Linked DNA regions of Oryzias latipes: region 2 is linked to region 1. Evidence: chromatin contacts called from public Hi-C data. All regions are on one chromosome and are shown on one strand. The core of a region is the stretch at or near the end of the contact, and the rest is flanking DNA. Distances in the headings are between cores, read along the strand shown. Region 1 holds the start of LOC101166493 (TLD domain-containing protein 2-like). Region 2 holds the start of ulk4 (serine/threonine-protein kinase ULK4).

Evidence for each region. A called contact is a pair of places that touch in the nucleus more often than the background predicts.
Region 2: a contact with region 1 is called in a Hi-C map of embryo, with 2.3 times the contacts expected there. The contact joins the promoter of ulk4 here to the promoter of LOC101166493 in region 1. A contact is called at or near these places in 4 of 5 Hi-C or Micro-C datasets (embryo, fibroblasts and gastrula embryo).

What each region holds. Positions count from the first base shown.
Region 1 is chr16:14,218,643-14,221,411 of ASM223467v1, forward strand. It overlaps LOC101166493 (TLD domain-containing protein 2-like), which reads right to left and starts at 1,435. Exons shown (of 7, transcript XM_011485063.3): 1 at 1,329-1,435; 2 at 547-700. The coding sequence starts at 1,354.
Region 2 is chr16:14,380,794-14,383,562 of ASM223467v1, forward strand. It overlaps ulk4 (serine/threonine-protein kinase ULK4), which reads right to left and starts at 1,322. Exons shown (of 40, transcript XM_023964630.1): 1 at 1,048-1,322; 2 at 867-922; 3 at 589-686; 4 at 333-473; 5 at 43-142. The coding sequence starts at 470.

The DNA.
Region 1 (2,769 bases), core at 185-2,684:
TCCATAAGTGGTATGCAATTTAAAAAAAAGTATTTTTTATGTAACAGTTGTAAAGTTTACCTTATTTTCTTTCATTTGTGGCATGTTATTTAGAGACGATGCATAGATAAAGAATTAAAATCAAGGCTGCCTCACAGCTCAAAGAGGCTCCAGATGTTGAATGATTCACAAACAGCAAGTTTCCCACACAAAGCACATAAAGTCTGCAAGTTTCATAATCTCACCTTAACATATGGCTCCACACAGTCACTAGCACGAAACAGGACCATCACATTCTCCAGCATTATCTTCATAGCTCCTTCTATCTCTACAGTAAACCAGTAGAAAAAGTCCTCCATGCCTGCCCCATCCAGGCAGCAGGGGTTATAAACCCTCATGAGTTTTTTTTTTCACTTTCACATAGTGGAAACTTGAGCGGGAAGATGTGCTGTGGTTGCACCCGCCTTAGGGGCATACTTACAAAGATTCAAGGAGGAAAGAGGATGTCCTTATATGGGCAGTAGGACATTCCTCACAAAGATGTGAATGTTGGTCCTTAAAACTCACCTCCCAGTTGTTTGCAGCTTTGAGGTTGTTGTTCAGCTGGCTGAATAGGCCATTGATCACATTCTTGTCGGCAAAGAAGCGATTTTTATATTTTTTCCTGAAGTGCTGAGCCCGGCAGTGCTTTTTCATGAAGAAGGGGTAGAGGTGATCGACTCTGCAGGGGATTAGAAAACAATGTAAAAGATAACCACATGTGTTTACTTGACTGCAGAGTGAAATGGGAATTTCCAACACATTTTGCTTTGATTTACTTTTTTTTTTTTTTGTCTCTTAAATGTCACAAATTCTTTCTTTCAGTCAAGACAGGAAATATTTGAGAGTAAAATCAGTTGGAAACAGCATTTAAATATATAAAATGTTTGTAGGAGGCCAACATTTTATTGTGCTAACCCAGGATACTTACATATGGAGACAAAAAAATAGATGAAAATAAGACTGTTTTAGATTTTCTTTAATTTCTCTTGAGAGTAAAATTTGTTGTAGGACTTGAGACATCTCTAATACAGAATAATTGGAATTTCTTTGGGTTTTTCAAATGAAAATAAACAAAATTAAAATTTAGAAGACTTTTGTTTTAACCATTTTCTGTATGTTCCATTCGTTAAAGTACCGTATTGCTTTATTAATACTAAAAGCATTGCACTGTTTATCTCTTTTTTCTGTCATTCCTCTATTTTTTTTAAAATCCTTCTTCTGATAATCTCTTTAACTTTCAGCTAAACAAAATAATTTCACAAAAGGGTACATTTAAATTTCTCCAAAACATCATTTCTTTTACTTACTCTCCAACGCTGTAGGCAACTCCCATGACTGAAGACGTAGGTGATGGCAGACTGCAGACAATAGACGTGTGGAGTTGGGGGGACAGTGCTGTAGATTTCTGTTTTAAGTCTCCATCCCTGCTTTTTATAGGAGTGGCTCTTTCTTTAAGAGAAGCTACTTGACTATTAACCCTCCCCCTCCCAGGTAACGGCTCCAGAAAATCCATATTCTAGCAAAGATTTCACAAGGGAGTGCAAGAGACAAGGCTGGTGACACATTAACCTGACCTCCTCTGGGACCTTGTTGAAGTCAGAATAGATTTCAAGATATTGCAGTGTCAACTTAAAGCTCTGTGACATAAAAAAGTGACTTAATGCAAAGATAAAGGCCTGAATGTAGGCATTCTTCTTTATATGCTTTGATGCCTCATTGGACGACCATACTTCTGCTTCTTATCTCATTATTGGTACAGAGTACTGCTGCTGGAGTATTGCTTTTTCCAAACACATCAACTGTGCTTTTACACAATCAGTCCTCTCTACTTGTTTTCCCTTAGTCAGATCTCTCTTTACAGTGTTTTGGACATAACCCATAAGAACCCAAACCAAATTTTCCTTCAAATGAAAATTAAATGGGACATACCACAAACAGAGTGGACCACAGAACACATTTTTGATAGTGTCTTGTAACAAGCTTCACATCTTACAAATCACACAAACACAAGTTCATGTTATTACTGCACATCTAAAGGACAAGATGTGGCACATTTCTTTAATGAAACATTCCTCATTAACACATTGTTCTTGTTTTTTCTTTTTCCTTTTTAGTGCATCACTGTAATGCTCTCCTTTTGTTTCTCATGGAGAGAAGCTTCTCACCACTTCCGGGTGTTTCTGGGGTTACCCTGAGCAATCCCCTTTGATGGCTTTGATTAATGTTAATGTTGATCACACAAAGACAAAAGCATACTCTTATTTTACATGCTCGCATTGTCGCAGACCTTTGTCCCAAAAGTATCCAGCTCATCAACATGTCTTTCTATCAGGCCTTAATATCAAGATCTAATCAGAATTCCAAAGCTTGATTACAGTGAAAAGAAATAATGTTCAACACCAATCATTTAAACTTGATCAGTCATCATACCGTCTCTTATACTCACACTACTATTTCAACAGTGTATTATCTGTTGTTTCTATCAAGAGTTGTTAGGAGTACAGAGTAAGGACAAACAAACAAGCTACTCATTAAGTCCAAATCAACCAAGTGTACTAAGTTTGTTGAGTCAGTAATCCTATTTGTGTGAGCTGATTCTGTGAGAGGGTGTTATTTCCTCCATGTTTTTCTGCCCTTTACCGGTATAAAAAATGTATTGAAAACATCTTATGAGCTGAACACACCAAAAACTGATGAAATGTGCCAGAGACAGAGTGTCAATGACAAGAGCTGGTGCACAAGCGCCAC
Region 2 (2,769 bases), core at 72-2,571, 160 kb after region 1:
ACTGATGGCTGTTTAAATGAAACAGCAGACATGTTTCTTCACCTGTACAGAGTTCCACAACCAACCATAGATGACTGCATGTTTCATACCACTCATAGTAGCGTACTATATTTGGATGATCCAGATGATAGCTGAGTCTGACCTTAGATGGGAGAAGAGACAAAATGGGAAGCACTTTAACCGTGTGCCCATAATCCAACTAAAAACACATGTAAGAAAATGCAGAAATTATGGTAGAATAAAGCTTCTGTGGGCTAAATAATCAATGTTGTTTATTGTAAATGAATTTAATGTGGTAATATGATACTGGATTACCAAAGTTGTTAGCCTACATGGTTAGAAATTTCCAATTTTTTGTTTTTGTGTGTGCAGACGATGGCTACAAAGTTGAGATGCCCCTTCCTTCTTCCTTTATAGACAAAAGAGTTACGGCCTTTTCCAAGCTCTTCATATAGGACAAAGTTCTCCATCTCCTGTGGGGAAATTTTTTTTTACAAATTATCAAAATTTGAAACATTGCTAAGTAAGCTTCTGTAACCCAAACCACTGAAAAATTAATATAAATTATTATATTAATATAATCACAACCTGATTTTTTGCGTCTTCGCCGTCCAGACAACAAATGTTGGTAGTAAACTTTTTCAACCAGCAGTGTGTTAACGGAAGATGGAGGGATCAGTTGGTGTCTGCTGGAAGAGGGGACATTTCATTTCCTCACATCTACTGAAAGCTATATTTGGTCATTTTGATCGTAAAAAAATATTAAATTATATTTTAAACATATATTTAAATATAAAGTTTTACATTTATCCGACACATAACAAAGTCTAGTCAAAAGAACGCGTAGAAACCTTTTAGGAAATAACCTCAAAATGGTACATCCCACGGTTGCTGGGATACGGCGTGGAACACAAACTCCGTTCTGAGAAGAGCGATTTGTTCGCAGAAAAAAAGGGGATAAAGGTTTGAAAAACACAAATTCTTCTATTGTGTGAATAACAATTGAATGAACTAAGTCCCCCTGTGTGATGGCTATAGTTACTTTACCTCTTTCCCTTTTACCCGTGCAAATTAATTCCCTCTATTCACTGAATAAAAGTGAGAGGTTGAAAAGAAATGTCCTGACCAAGAGCCATTCTCTGCTATGCTGTCCTCCTCACTCCACCCAACTTCCTGCTCCACCCCAGCTGCTTCTTCTACTGCGTTCAGTACTGTACCTGTTTGTATTTGTACCAGCAGGGGTCAGCCAAACCATCTCTATTGAATTGATTTGACGGACCCACTCACTCCTAAAAAACAAACCAAAAAAGGATTTAATACAAAACAAACACTAATAATGATAAAAAACAAATAATATATAAATGACAATAGACAAATAATAATAATAATAATAATAATAATAATAATAATAATAATAATAATAATAATAATAATAATAATAATAATAATAAACCAATAATATTATTGGTTTAATAATAATAATAATAATAATAATAATAATAATAATAATAATAATAATAATTATTATTATTATTATTATTATTATTATTATTATTATTAAATAATAATAATAACTTATTATTGTAGATAAATAAACTATCTTGCACTTAAGGTATTTTCCCCAATCAAAATACTTATTTTTAGATTCCATTAACGTATTTAGATATTATGATTTACTTTATCGTCCCTTGTGGGAAATTGTATATATGTATGTCATATGCTATAGAAGCATTTGAATAGCACAATTAAAAATAAAAGTCAATACCAGAAATGCTTTTTCCTTTTCAAAATGAAGCTTCCCATACTATGTATCTCGAGGTGCGTAAAATGTTTTAAAAATGCAACCACCATTGCATATTTGTTCACTAAAGTTGCATTGTGATTGAAGCATTTAATTGTGGTCTGACGAGAATTTGTTTGAGGTAGTTTTATTTTGAAAGCAGTCAAACAGGAAGTCGTGCTCTTTTTTTCCGGTCAGGTCACCCTGTTCAAGCATTTCTAACAAGCAACTCGCTGCGGCAAAAGAGAGAATATCTCGAAGTTTTGAGAACTTCCTCAGAACTTATCCTGGAACATTATCCTCGTCTATTCACTTCTTTTTCTTTTCCTTTAAAAAACAATCCCATTCAAAGGACGTATTGAATTTGTTTTAAGGCAGGTTGAGGGCATTGCCATTTCAGCATCACATAATGCCACTTGAGTCGAGTCGCCTGCAGTGTTCTGATGAATGATTAGCTAGCTTACTCTAAAAAACGGATTTTTGGTTTCACACAATTGGAAAATTTGCACTGCCCACTGGTAAGTTTGTGTTTTTCTTAAAGTGTCTCATCTTTTTAAGCCTAAAAAGTTTTTTTTTTTTCCTTTTTAATTTATTTTTAGGGGGAGGGGCTAAAGAAACAAATGATCCACAGGGTGTGCTGCTTTTGGTCATATCCACAAAGACAGTCTTTTTCCAATGAAAAAAAAAGTTGTTTCAGAATTTTATCATTGTTTTCTATTATAAGTATGTCAGTTTGAAGTATGCCTCAACTTTTTGGAAAAGATTTGTTAAGATGTCTGTTCTTAAGTGTACATCATAACACACTACTGCATGTTTTAAGCAAATTTCAGCTTTTATTTATTTATTTATTTAATGTTTATATGTTAGATGGATGGATGGGTGGTAACCCTCAAAAGCTCCTTTAAAAAAATTTAACTAGTGATTTTTCAAAAATCTCAAGATTCAGTAGTCTCCATCCTTCTAAACCTGCTGCTTCCCCTTTGGGATCA